Regions from separate parts of the Capra hircus genome. Here region 2 is linked to region 1. The links are chromatin contacts, called in public Hi-C maps. All regions are on one chromosome and are shown on one strand. Each heading gives the region's core, a stretch centred on a gene start, on an enhancer-like site or on the middle of the called end of the contact. The rest is flanking DNA. Distances are from core to core; before and after follow the strand shown. Region 1 holds the start of GFAP (glial fibrillary acidic protein). Region 2 has its middle 23 kb from the start of DCAKD.

Region 1 (7,472 bases), core at 2,627-5,126:
CGCGTGAATGAGCAGAGGGTGTCACAGAGCCCAGACTCTCCAGTAGCTCCATCCTCGGGACTGAATCCTGTCCTCCTCGGTCACACACAGGGAGCTCTGGTGAGCAGAGACCAGGTTCTAATAACCCTGTCTCCTTCAGCCTGCTCTGAATCCCTCATGGTTCCATCACGCCTTAACCTGCTCAGAACCATCACTGACTTCTGCCACTTACACTCCTCAGCTCCATGCCCTGGGCCAGGGTCTCGGGGCCCCCACTTTTCTGTGCTTTATGGCCTCTACTCAGGCTGTGTCCTGCATGCCCTTCCTGAACGCCCTTTCTCTCTTCTCTTTATGTTTATAGGCTGCCAGTCCCGCCTGGCCCCACTGCCCTCCCATGAAATCTGTCCTGCTTCCACATTGCGTGTAAAACCCTGCCCTGCTGTGTTCTTCATAGACATCAGACTGAATGACATCACATCTCCCTGGTCAGACGTGTCTCTGTATGCTGGGCAGAGCCTGGCATGCGGCAGATACTCAATAACCCAGGATGCAGATGGCAGAAGCATCAAGAATGTGGGCTTGGGACTTCCCCGGCAATCCAGTGGTTAAAGCTCCACCCTTCCAATGCGGGAGGCGTGGGTTTGATCCCTGGTCAAGGAACTAACATCCCACATGCTTAGAGGCATGACCAAGAAAGTCCCCCAGATAAACAGTTAAAAAAAAAGAAAAGAATACAGGCTCTTAAGTGAGACAGCTAGGGTTAGAAATCCAGCTCTATTGCTTAGGAGCTGTGTGAGTTTGGCCAAATTGGTTAACCTCTCTGGACTTCAGTTCTGTCATCTATCAAAGGACAGTACCTACTTCATGGTAAGATAATCCTTGCAAAGCACAGGGCCTAAAACACAAGAGTGTTGGCTAGTAGTCAATAGCAACAGATACTAATAAGTACTTATTGGGAGTAATAGTGCCTGTATGACCCTGGGCAAGTCACCTCACTTCTTTGGTGAAGGTCAGTCACTCAGAGAGGATCCTCTCTCAGCTTCCTCCACCCTCCTTCCCTGGTTCTTTTGTATGGAGCCAGGAGGGCTGCCTGGAGAAGGCAGGCTGCCCCAAAGTCAGGGCTACCTTGGACCGGTACCACTCCTCCGCCTCTTGCATGTTGCTGGACGCCACTGCCTCATACTGTGTGCGGATCTCTCTCAGGGCCGCTGTGAGATCAGGCTTGGCCACATCCATCTCCACGTGGACCTGCTGCTGGGCCAGCTGCTCCTGTAGCTCCCGCACCTCCTGGCCAGGGTGAGAGAAGGGTTCCCAGGCCTCAGGGACCAGCTGCAACTGGGGCTTCCCCCTAGCATCATGCCCTCTTCCTTGGACACGGATGTTGGCTAGGGGAGATGGGATGCTCCTAGTTGGAGGAAATGGCGTTGTCCAGGATAAGGGAAGAAGCAGGTTAGTTTGGGGGCCCCGGGATGTCCTCCTCCTAGGCCCGGAAGTCAGGAGCACTGGAAGCATGTCTGTGTTCTCATGAAAGAATGTCTGAGTCCTGTGGTGTGGATGTCCTTATGGGTTCCTGGGTTCCCTGAGTCCATGGATTCTGAATCTATTATCTGAAGTCAGAGCTCAGCGGGGTCTTTTTTTTTTTTTTTAATGTATGGCTGTCATTTCAATGGAAACAGATGGCAGAGGGAGTGAAGTCGTAGAGACCAACTATGTGACCTTAGCACATTCTTTAGCCTCTCTGGGCTTCAGGGTTCTCCTCTGTGAAAAGGAGATAACACTGGAACCATCCCTATCTCACAGGGCTGTAGTGAAGAAGAATGAGGCAACCGGGCCCACTTTAAGTGGAGGGTGTGTCTGGGTGCATTCTACTAGGGGCTGGGGGTGCTCTCTTATCTGTCTCTAGCTCTGCCTCCCTCAGTCTTTCTCTGCCTCTCTTTCTCTGTCTCTCTCTCGTTTTCTTTCTCTGTCAGTGTGTCCCTTTCTCTCTCTGAATATCTGTCTCTGTCTCCCCATCTCTTTCCCTCAGTTCCAGTCTCTGTGTTGGCCTTTTTTCCCCTCCTTCCCGATCTTACCTCCTCATGGATCTTCCTCAAGAACCGGATTTCCTCCTCCAGAGACTCAATCTTCCTCTCCAGATCCAGACGGGCCAGGGTGGCTTCATCTGCTTCCTGGAGCAGGGCGGGGCAAAGGGCCACTCTGACCCCAGACTCATCCTCTCTGCTCCCTAGTCTAATCTGATCTCTCCTTTTGCGGCTGGTGGGGGGCAGGGAGAGCACGTTGCTCTGGAGGGTTGGGCTTAGGGACTGTGTTTGGGCGGGCTGCCATCAACATTTTCCCCCTCCCTGATCCTTCCCCACCACCCTGACCTGTCGATAGGCAGCCAGGTTGTTCTCAGCCTCCAGCCTCTGGTTGGTTTCATCCTGGAGCCTGAGGTAGGGAGATACACTCCTGGGTCTGGGCTCTTCTGACGACTATGGGGACCCCTCCCCTGATCCCTCTGCCAGAGAGATACTCCCCCACCCTCAGGAGCAGTGGAGCAGAAGGAGGAGTGAGGGGCGGAAGGATTCTAGACAGAGCCTTGGCCAGAAGGGTGAGCAGACAAGAGCCTGCGCTTTAAGTCATTACCAAGGTGCCTTATCAGGGTTGCTGCACCTGCTCCTGCTCACACAGGCGCTTCCACCAACCTATACTCACTCCTGCCATACACACACACACACACACCCACCCACACACACCCCACACACGTCTTCTCGCACTTGAAGTCACACACGCATACTCTGCCAGCTTGGCAAGGACCATGCCCCTGGCATTTCCTCTGACCTTCGGAAATGGGTTTATTAAGATCTCCACTTTACAGCTGTGCTAGCTGAAGCACCTTGACTAGGGTCGTAAGCTGGGGACAGGCAGAGTCACCTGTGTTCTGAAGCCAGGCTTACCTGCTGTCTCCCTATGGCCTGTACCCCAGCCCAGTCCTCCTGGTGCACCCCCATATTCCCCTCCAGTTCCTCCTCTAGACAGAGCTAAGAATAAGTGTATTCTCTGTGCACAGTCGCAAGGCCCCGCAGTGAATAAAACAGAGAGCCTGCCCGCTAGGGTCCCCGACTGTCCGCTTTCCTCAGCAGGAAGGTGCTGACGGTACAGCGGCTCCCTGGAAGAAGGATTTTGGGAATCAGATCCCCGGAAATCAGATTCTGGGCCTCGTCCCAGGCCCTCCATCATCTGGAAACAAGGATCGCCAGGCCCTCCATCATCTGGAAACAAGGATCGCCCTCCCTCCTAAAGGCGGGAACCGGGGACAGGAAGGCAGAGCCCCGCCTGAGACCTGCAGGCGCCCCTTCCCGGGACTCAGTCCTCCCGGTTCAGGAGGCCCCTCTGCGGCTCCCCTCCTCACTTCTGCCTCAGGGTGCCCAGGTCCTGTGCCAGGTTGTCCCTCTCCACCTCGAGCCGGGCGCTGTTGGCGGTGAGTTGATCGAGCCGTAGGCGCAGCTCGCGCAGCTCTGCCTGGTAGACGTCGGCCAGCTTGGTGGGCTCCTTGGCCCGCAGCTGGTTGAGCTCGGCAGCCAGCGCCTTGTTCTGCTGCTCCAGGAAGCGCACCTTCTCAATGTAGCTGGCGAAGCGGTCATTGAGCTCCATCATCTCTGCCCTCTCGCTGGCCCGGGTCTCCTTGAAGCCGGAGTTGAGTGCCCCGGCCAGGGAGAAGTCCACCCGGGCCGGGAGTGGAGGCGGCATTCGAGCCAGGGACAGGCGGGTGCCGGGACCCAGGCGGCGTCCCCCCACCACAATCTCCGAGGAGGAGACATAGGAGCGGCGAGCCGCTGAGGTGACCCGTCTCCTCTCCATCCTGGCCTCGCTCTGCCCGCTCCTGAGATGTGCAGGCTTTAAGGAGGAGGGGACCAGCCTGGCACGGCCCAGGCTGCCCCTGGCAACGCCCCCTGGCATAGCCCGAGGGGGTGGTGCTGGGCCACAGCCCAGCCACAGGGAGAGCGCCTCTCACCCCACCGAGGCCACTGTGCCCCGAGGCAGGGCCACCAGAGCATGCCAGCCTCTGTCTGGCTCCAGACAGAGCTGCTAGTGGGCAGTTCCTGGGGCCGATGCTGTGTCTGAAACTCTGACCACTGAGCAAGCAGACTCTTTCTCTGGGACGGTGGGTCAGGGAAGGGCTGGACCAGATGACCCCTGACCCGTCTTCTAACTCTTAGATCCATGACCCAGGCCCTCCAGCATTCTCCTTCCAGTGCCTGATAGATGTTGGGAACTTGAATAAACCTGTTCCCTACTCTCAAGAAACAGCCTGTGTTAGATTTCCTGACAGCCTCAGTCCCAGCATGTTCCTGCCATCCTCCCCTCTGAGTGCAGGCATCTGCATTCCTGCTGTCTCCCCATCCTCTGGAGTTTTGGGGCTGTGGGCTGGAATTAGAACCAACCTTTTGTCTGGAGGGTCAATCGAGGCCTCTATCTAGCAGTGGGGGGATAATGGAAGGAATGTGGGGCTCCTGATAGGGCCAGAGGGGGCAGGTGCTGCACTCCCAGGCGCCCCCCCCCCCCCACTCCTGGGGCCACCCTGAAGCTCCGGGCTCAGCCTCACTGGGTTCACCCGAGCTTCCCTGCAACCCCTCCCAGAGCCCAGGCCTTGACAGCTCCACAAAGCACTTATGAATGAGCTGGCTGTCCCAACTCCCATCTTTGTCCCTGTAACATCCCATTTCCCTGGCCCCCTCTCACCTCACTCTCACAGTGGAGATTTATCTCCTTCAAGTTCCCACACAAGTTCCCAGGCTGAAAGGCTGGGAAAGGTTTCTGGGGATGAGTGGGTTTGGGTACTGAGGAGCCAGTGGTTCTGAACTGGGAACCCGGGTCCAGTGCCCTGTGGGCCCTTGAGATTTCAGATCCATCCACCCCTTCTATCTGGCTGCCTGGTGGTCCACCCAGGCCCTCAGCCATCTGTGCCCCTGGACTTCTGGGAAGCAGGCAGCCTTCCTCTCCTGCACCACCCCCTCTTGCTGCCCACTGCCCATGCCTGGGGCTCCGATCCCTTTTCCCGGGCGCTTGCTGAATGAAGCCTTGTTCTCCACCACTGGTGAGGGCGTCGCTCAGCGAGGGCAGCCCCTGCGGGGGGCTGTGCTGTTTTCATCCCAAGATGCCAGCCCGTTGGGTGGGGCGCAGCCCAAGCCCCTTGCTCAAAGAGCTTCTCGGAAAGCATTTGAGGGGAGCTGGGGTGCTGCGGGGAGCGGGCTCTGTGCCCACCCTGACCATTGTGTCTGTGCCAAGGTGAGTCATTCAGTGGGCACCAGGAAAGGCCCTGGGGGGTGGCCCAGCAGTGCCAGGGCTCCAGCACTGCAGACAAGGCCTGACTGCTAGTCCCCTCCGTTGCTCTCAGAGCCAGCTCAGCCCCTGAGCCCCTGTCCCAGCAATACCCCTTCTTCCACACCAGGGGAGGTGCTCTTCATTTGGGCATGTTTTACAGGCTGCTTGACGAGATTTCCCTGTTAGTCTCAGGCAAAGAGAGGAGATGAGCACCACTCCTAATTTTTTTTTGGAGGGGTGCTATGCCTCGTAGCATCTGCCATCTCAGTTCCCCAACCAGGGATCGAACCAGCATTCCCTGCCTTGGAAGCGCAGTCTTAACCACTGGACCACCAGGGACTTCCTAATTGTTTAGCGGAGTCTGCTGCTGGGCCTGAGCAGTATCACGGGGAGGGGAACCATGAGAAGGGGGCACCCAGTGACTTGATCCTGTTGTGGTTTGGGGAGCTGAGGAAGGATGGGGGTGGGGAGTGACCTTAGAGGAAGAACAAGGCTGGGGACAAGCCCTTGTCCAACTCCTCTCTGTGGCTTGGAGTGGCTGCTCTTCCAGCTTGCCAGGCAAGTCACAGTGTATCCTTCTCTCTTTGTCCAAGTGAAATCTAGTTGAAATGAGTACAGAGCAGTCCTGGAGGGACAAGCTGTAATAGAGCAGAAAGGGCTTGTCAGGAACGCTCAGTAAACTGTTTTTGTGAAACACAGGCTTGTTTCAGCAGCAGCAGGTGAGGTCCCCTCTTCACCCGCTTCAGTCACCTCACTGGGCCCCTGTCACCCGCCTGCATCCTCTCCCTCTATCTTCAACCCCTATCTCTCCTTCAAACACATCCCTACACTCAGCCCTTATCTATGTGATGTTCACACACAGAAGCAAAGAGGTGGTGGACAGATTTGGCCATGGTCGTTTGTCAAAACTTCATTACTTTTTATGTACATGCATTGTAGAAAAATCAGAAAATACAGATAAGCAGAATAAAAAAATTAGCCATCACTTTGCCACCTGGAGATATAAACAGATTTTTTTTCTACATGTATAAATTCATTTTTTAAAAGTAGGCTCATGCTGTACAAATTATTTTGTAATTTGCTTTTTTTTCCCTCGACAATATGTTGTGAACATCTTTTCATATCCATAAATATTTATCTCCATCATCATTTTAACAGTTGCATGGTTTTCCACCATGTGCATGAATGTGTGTGACTGCTAAGTCGCTTCAGCCGTGTCTGACTCTTTGTGACCCTATAGACTATATAGCCCGCCAGGCTCCTCAGTCCACGGGATTCTCCAGGCAAGTATACTGGAGTGGGTAGCCATTCCCTTCTCCAGGGGATCTCCCCAAGCCAGGGATCAAACCCAGGCCTGTCTCCTGAATTGCAGGCAGATTCTTTACTATCTGAGCCACCAGGGAAGCCCGTGCATGGTGGTAACCAGGCCCTATTGTTGCACAGTTCTGTCCTCTCTCTCTCATTGTTCTAGATTACACTGTGATGCACATTTGCTCCAGGTAGACATAGCTCCCAGCCTCTACCTCTACTCGCCTCCTCCCTGTCTGGCTGAAGCCCCATTCTCCATGGCACCTCCTCTCCTGCTTCCCTAATCTTTGGAAGACTCGTTATCCAAAGCCTCAGGCCAGTCCCTGGATGGCCTTCTGGACTGGACAGCAGAACGCTGCTGGCTCTGGGAAGAGGATGCCTGGACACCCATCCCCACAGCTTTCAGCCAAACCAGGTCTTATTTCAAGCTGAGCTGGGGACAATTCAAGCTGCGTTGGGAACAAGATGACCTTTCACTTGCTATGCCCATCCTCTACATCAGAATCTTCCAGGATGACCTCCTGTCTATAGCCCAAGTACCTTCCGGGACAGATCGACCCTCCACCCACACAAAAGGTGCCCAGCATGTTCCAAATTTGCCAGCCTCCAATTCAAGGCGCCCTTTTGTCCCTCGACTCTGCCCACTGACTCCCTGCTGCTCTCCCAGTGCCTGACACAGCATAGGGGTTGGCAAGCATAAGTGGGATGGAGGGAACATGGGTCTCTGGCCAACCCCTTGCCAGAGTCCATGCACTCCGGGACTCATCCTTGAGGAAGGGAACTGAGTGACCACTAGATGGCAGTGCTGAGCTGCCCAGATCTGAGCGGCCTGGTGGCCATAGCCCTTTGGAGGCAGGAAGAAAGCTGGTCTCAGGCTTTCT
Region 2 (6,916 bases), core at 1,956-4,455, 91 kb after region 1:
CTGGTGCCTTTGCCCTGTCATTAACGGGCTGACTCCTTTGTACCTGCTGCCACTCACATAAGTGCCCCAGGGTGAGAGAAGCAATGGCCATGCCCCCTGGGATGCACCCACTGACCGTTCCCCTCGCCCTCCCCACCTGGCTTCCACCCCTTTTGCCTCCTCCTTGGAGATAAGCATATTCAATGAGGCTAGGGGACTGTTTCTTTAATTTCCCTCCCTGTCCGTCCTGGAACGTGATAAAAATACCCAGCATTGATCTTTTTTTCTTCTTCTTCTGCCGGGGATAATGTTTACCCAGGTGTCAATCAGGAGAAGAATTTGGCTTCCTAATTTCTCTTCTCCTCCCTGGGGGCCGTGCGTCTCCCCGCCTCACATGGACACTGAGCTGGAATCAAGGTTACTAATAATCCCCCAGCACACACAGACACCGAGAGCACATATATTAAAGTCACATATTGATTTATATTTTCGGGTCCCTCTGCCTTGCTGCCCAGCCTCAGCCTTTCTCTCTGCCAAGGAGAAAAAAGAATTACACAGCTATATTTATCGCCAAGATGTTTAGTGTAAAGAGCATTGTGTCCAAAGGTAATTCCCACCCCACACCCTCTTTGAAGGTATTTTTAAAAAAATAGTGTGGCATCGCCTCTCCGTGAGCATTTATCTTTTGTTGTTCGTTCTTTAACTTTTCCCTGAAGGAAGCAGTGAGACATTTAAGGTAGACCATCAGATGGACTTCCTGACTTGACAAATGGTGGTGGCCATCCCCAAAGAGGCTGGTGGGGTTTTTGCCAGCGGAGATAATCTTGTTGCAGGTGTGGGAAAGGGGTGGGTAGGAGGTGTGTGGAGGGTGGGGCAATGGATTCAGAAGCTTTTAGAGGTTGCCCACCAGTCCAAAAGCCACCTTGTAATTAATGGCTCACCATCTGTGGTCCCATTTCACAGTTGGGAAAATCGAGAAGTTGAGGAGTGAGTCTACTTAACACGGGGGCTTTAGCCTTGACTTCCATCTTCCTCCAGGCATGGGTGACTCCTGCCCTTTGGTGGGGACATAGGTCTCTGGCTGAGGGGAGGTGGAGGTGGGAAGGAGGGACAGACAGCTTGGAGATTCTTTCTTTAAGGTGAGATGGGTGAAGGAAGGGCTCTCAGAGCAAGAAACCTGGCACCCACTGCCTCCCTCCACACCTCTGCTTCCACTCAGAGCGCCTGTCACTTTGTTTGACAGGGCAGCCATTTAAAAATGCCAAACCATTTAACTCCAGTTCCCTCAAGGAAGCTCTTGGAATGAAAGTGAGCTGAGCATGGGAACTCGCACAGACTCAACACCATTCCCTCCAAGTCCGTCTGGGAGTTTCCTCGTCTCTCCCAGATATCATCTCCTTTATTCTTCACAAAGGCTCTGGGAGGGAGAGGGTGTCAACCCCATTTTACACATGGGAAAACAGAGATTAACTAACTGGCACAGGGTCACACAGCAGGAAAAAGCCAGGCCTCAAATGCAGCCCAGTTTTCCGATTCCTCCGTAGGGCTCGCCCCCATGCCCCCAACATGGGCATGACCTCCTGGTACCCAGTTTTTGGTGCCCTTCCTTCAGATCCCTCCAGCCTCCTTCTGAAACCATTTACCTCAGATTTGGACTCTAACCCACAGGGCTAGGACTCGAACTCCCAGCCAAAACCCACAGTAATGAAGCGCAGTTTCTTGATATCTCATTGCAGAAAGAATTCAGTGAGAGACAAAGGGATAGGTAAGAAGCGGATTGATTCACAGAGAAGCACACTCCTTAGACAGAGTGTGGGCCTTCGCGGAGGGCAAGTGCAGCCCTGTGAAACAGGGCATGGTTAGCTTTTACGGGCTGGATTACTTCATAGGCTAATGAGTGGGAGCATTACGTCAACAATTTGAGGACAGGTTGCAGATTTCCAGGAACTGGGCCACTGCCCAATTTTCGGTCTTTTGATGGTGCCTTGGAACAGTCATGGTGACTATGGGTGTGTCATTTAGCTTGCTGATTGAGGATCAAGGGCTAGCTGAATTTGGCTTGTCTGCCATCTTGGACCCACTTAATTCTAATCAGTTTATGTTGTGTCCTTGGGCCGTGTCAGTTTTTCAAAAGTTGTGCCCTGCCCCCTTTCCTCCTGTTTCACTCCCCTGGCCCACCTCTGAGGTCACGGCCCACCTTCAGGCCCAGCTAACTCTCTGTCCTTGGTGCTAGAGAACCACTTCCTCCTCTGATTGCGCCCTGATGCACCCGGGCTGTTGGTGAAAGCTTTCCCTGATGGAGCCTGTGCCCACATGCCCCGGCCTGCCCAGCTTCTGCCAGGGACTCTAGGGGGCTGCTCTCCCTTGGGTATTCTCTAGTAGTTTGGTTGAAGTGCTTACAAACCCAAGGTCCCTCATTTCATTCTAGAAGAATGTTCATCCCCTAGCAGAGCTAAGAAGTAGAGGGACGATGTGCCAGCCCAGAGCCGGGCAAGGTCCCTCTGCAGTGTTAGCCCCCCACAACAACTCCGCAAGGTGAAGGTTGAGCCCCATATTACAGGTGGTGAAACTGAGGTTCAAGGAGCATAAGGAACATCTCCTGAGTCACTCAGAGGATAAGAGGACTTACTAAGGTTGGGTCAATCCATGTGACCCAAAGTCCTTGCCTTGGACCTCCCTCTATCTCACTCTTTCCTCCCGGGCTGTTCCCATCTAATCTGACAGGCCGGGTGAGGGGTGGAGGGCAGACAGCACAGGGCGCAGCGGGAATCAGCAACGAGGACCCTCCCGGGGAACTTTTCCCATTGAAAATCTGTTCCCCTCGCGGCCACGGGTGATGTATGGCTGGAGCTGATGAGAAACGTGCAGCGGGATGGAGGCGGGCGGCGCGGGCGGGGGCAGCCCGACATTGAGATTCCGCGGGGCGCTGGGGGGCGGCGCAGGCCTTGACACGGGCCGGGTAATTGATCTGGAGGTGCCAATTTGCAGCAACTAAATATTTGGTTTCTGCCTCTGCCCGCTCTGCACTCTGCTCAAACAAACTTCAATTAAAAGCGAAAAGCGAGGGGTGGAGGGGCGGTGCGCCCGGGTCCCCGCGGCCCGATCGATGGCGCGGAGCCTGTGGGCAGCGGAGCGCTGCGCGCCCGGGCCGGGGGCACCGAGGACGAGGGCGGGAGGGAGGGCGGGAGGGGCGCCCTCTTCCGGATCGCCGAGCACTGGGCCCTAGGCCCGCGAGAGGCAGCGCCCGAGGGAGGGCCCGCGAAAGGCGACTCTTCCCGGTCCGAGCCGCGGCTTGATCTCAATCTCTCAGAGCCCAGGGCGCCTGCTTTGTACAAAGGGGCCAGCCCCGACAACCCCATTCCGGACGTCCAAGCCTGTGGCTTCGGCAGGAATCCTGGGGTAGGAGTGGCCAGGCCCCTGACCCTCCCTCTCGATGCACCCACCACTTTGAAGCCGGCCTTGCCAGTCACCTGCATTCATTCGGCGGCATTTCACCTGAGCACAGCTGCGTGCCTGGTGCAAGGAGCGCAGAGATCTATCTTCTCTCCGGGGTGTCTGCCTGGCTGTGTACCCTTGGGATGACCAAGGGGGGATGCGGTGGGCGGGGGGGAGCGGGAGGGGATGAATCTAATCCAGGCCCCACCTTTGATGGGGGTTTGAAGGAGAGAGTTTAGAATGGGGAGAAGGAGCAGAAAGATGCTGAGGAATCGGGGAGAGGGCTTCCGGGAGGTGGCTACAGCCTGGAGCAGGGGAAGGGATCACCGGGTGACCCCTAACTCATTTTGGGGTTCAAGACAAACTGAGCAACAGTAGTCAGTCGCTGGGTGGAGTTGGTCCCTGGAGAAATTTCTATAAGTCAAGGATCTTTCACTACTTTGGGATAGAGCCCCAGCACCGCTCAAGGGAGCTAATCATTGGTGCTGGGAATCAGGGGGACCTCAGGGTCTGCTGGGTGGCGAGGCCAGGAGGTAGTTAAGGCAGTTCTGGGAAAGATGCGATGAGGCATGCAGGTGGGAGTGGGGTGGGGGGACAAAGGCATCTGGCTCATCAAGGGAGGTAGGGATAGATTCAGATGGATGGAGAGAGCGGGGGAGGGGGCCCTTTAAGAGGAGTGAAAGTCTCTTGAAGGCCAGGCAGAGGGGCTGGGAAGGTAAGTGGGGAAGACTTTGTCCCCCTCCCATGTTTCTGTGTCCCACCTTCTGGAGTCTTGAAGGATGCTTCCAGACTTATCCCTTCACCAAGTGAGACTGTTGCTGGAACACTCAGCTGCAGGCTGCAGCACCTTTCCTCCCTGCCTCCTCTTTAAACCCCTTCTCCTTGTCCCCCCAGGATCCCTTGGAGGGATCTGGACCCCTTGGTCCATGGCTGGATGTAAAGCACAGGTCCTGCCCATGTGGGCCCCACTTCTGGGTATTGGGATGATCCTTCAGAGTTCTCCTGGGCCAGGGAGGCCTGGGTACCAACCTCATTCCCAAACACCGGACTCTGGAGGAGACTGATCTCAATCAATATCTGCCCTTCTGCCCCCTTCTACTCCAATCAGACACCTTTCCTCCTGGTGCTCATCTTTGTGGCTTGGGGAATGAGAGCTCTGATGAGGAAGAACCCCTGCTGGCCCACACCCCCCAGCCCCAGAAGCCTCCCTATCCACCCCAGCTCTCCTACCCCAGTCCCTCCCTGGGGACTGCATGCCCCACCCAAAGCCAGAGCACCTTCCCAGCCTGCAAGCTGGGTGCCTGCTCCCTCACATCCCTTCCCTCCCTCCCTCCCTTTCTCTCCCTGGGCGCTGAGCTGTGGAGCAGAATGATTTCCTGTAATTGGCCAGCAATCCGGCTGCCCGACTTGTTCTATCGACATGCTGGTTAGCTGGAAATTGTATTGGAATCTGAGTGATGGGGAGGGGATGGTGGGGAGCAAAGGGAGGAGGCATTTTGGGCCCCAGCTGGGTGCAGCCTCAGTTCTGCCAGCGGGATGAAGGAGCTACCAGCCAAGTCTCCCCTTTCCAGGAAAGAGTCGGAGTGCCGGCCCACAGTGCCTCGGCACCTCCTGCGTTTTCCTCCTTCTCACCCGCCATCTCTAGGGTCTCTCCTGTCCACCTCATGTGGCCTCGGGTCATCGCTGCCACCCAGCTCCCTCTCCTGTTTCTAGGACACGTTCCTCTTGATCTGGAGTGCCTTTGTTACAGCCGCCCTGGCTGTCCCCCTCCCATCCAATTTCTATCCCTGGTGGCTCCTTAATGGAGGATCCTAAACCTTCCCCTGCCCCTCCCTTCACCCTCTCCAAGGACAGAGAGACTGACCATCTGAAGAAGACTTGACGATAACTATCTAAAGACCCGAGGCGTCATTAACCGAGGCACTGCAGGTAGTCGGAGGGGCACTGAACTAGGGGTCCAGAGCGTGGGATTATGAGCCTCAAATTCTAGCTCTGCCTCCTGCACGCTTTCTCAGAGTTGGGAGATTTCAGGAGACAGCTGCGCGAGGTGCTTTGGACAATAAGGCTCTGCTAAGCACCCTGAGGCCGGCCTGGGCCTGGGGATGGTTTTAGGGGCCTGCCTGTCCCCTTCATCCCGCGCCTGGAGGCCGATACGCCTGCAGCCCTCGCCGGCGTCTTTACTGCTCCGCGCCGGGGTGGTGAGGCCGCAAGTGGGTTAAAGGAGAGCATCAGGGTCCGAGCGTGCGGCTGGAGGGTGGGAGACCGGTCACCCTGGCACAGGGGTGGAATGGGGACACGTTCCTCCGCCCCTCGGGGCCCGGGTCCCGCAGCTCCAGCAAAGAGGACTCGGCGAGCCGCACGGCTTGTTAATTAGCGCCCCGGGCCGGGCCGCGCGCCCGCGCCTCCGCCGCTGCCGGGGAATCTGACGCCGGCCGCGGCCCCGGAAAGACGGGAACGCCACCGGGAGAAAGTTAGTGATCGCTTGGCTGCGCCGGTCGCCGAAGCCCGACCCCAACCCGGGCGGGTGCTGCCACCTGCCGGCCGGAGCGGAGGGTGCCGCCGGGTCGCGGGACCCGGGCTTGCGGGGGCGGGGGACATGCTCTTGCTTTATCCAAGGGGCTCCGGAGCGACCTAGACACACAGTGATGCCCGAGAGGAAGTAGTATTCCTCTAAGGCCGCCTTGGGCCACCAAGCCTGGGAAGAGGAGGCCGGGATGGCGTTTTCTCCACACCTTCCTGACTGGCCATCCTCTGACATTCTTGCATCCGATTCGGTATACTGGGGCAGGGAAGAAACCAACTCGAGCTTTACTGTTTGCAAAGGGTTTCCGTGGTCCTCCATTAGATTCTTTGATATAAACATCATGAAGACAGGTCACACAGGTAGGAGACAGAGCCTAATGGGCCAGAAGAATCCCAGGTCTGCTCCCTCCCGGCAGGCCCTGGGACACAGCGGGCAGACTTCTGAACCTTGGCTCTGACCCAAACCAGATCATCCCTCTGGGCGGGGAATCAGAATACACTATTACCTCCGGGTGTCACAATGCAGTGGTGTCAGCAAGTCACAGGTCTTCATGAGGAGCCATCTTCTCCATGACTGGGGTAACGGTGCTGGGAGGGGTCCATACCCTTCCCTCCTTTCCCCCCTTTCCGGGTCTCAAACCACAGAAGCAGCCACCCTCTGGCGTTCTCATCCATCCCTGGACCCACTCTGCAGCCTCCTTGACCAGCCTCGGCCCCTCCTGGGTTTGCAGTGAGTTAATGAGCTGGTCTCTAAAGGATGCGCAGCTCGGGGAAAGGGGGCGCTGAATATGCCCACCACAGCAGTCGCATTTGTCACACTCATTTCTGGCTTTAATAGGCTGCTGGCCGCAGGATCAACACATCAGCAGGTCTGCTGGCTCTGGCAAGAGGAAGCTGATGTCCACACTGGTCTAATTGGGTTGGGGAAGGAAGATGGAGTACGTGGATGTGAGGCTGCCCTAGCACCTCCACTCCTCTC

The links. Hi-C and Micro-C count contacts between places; a contact is called where the count stands out from the background.
Region 2: a contact with region 1 is called in a Hi-C map of blood, with 3 times the contacts expected there. The contact joins the enhancer-like site here to the promoter of GFAP in region 1. A contact is called at or near these places in 2 of 5 Hi-C or Micro-C datasets (both in blood).

What each region holds. Positions count from the first base shown.
Region 1 is chr19:44,255,010-44,262,481 of ARS1.2, forward strand. It overlaps GFAP (glial fibrillary acidic protein), which reads right to left and starts at 3,877. Exons shown (of 9, transcript XM_018065254.1): 1 at 3,371-3,877; 2 at 2,346-2,406; 3 at 2,052-2,147; 4 at 1,105-1,266. The coding sequence starts at 3,819.
Region 2 is chr19:44,346,391-44,353,306 of ARS1.2, forward strand. No RefSeq gene overlaps it. Among named protein-coding and RNA genes, the nearest start is that of DCAKD, 23 kb to the right of the region's middle. Within about 2 kb of position 3,206, at least 1 of the 5 cell types and tissues checked has an H3K27ac peak or open chromatin away from gene starts, as enhancers often do.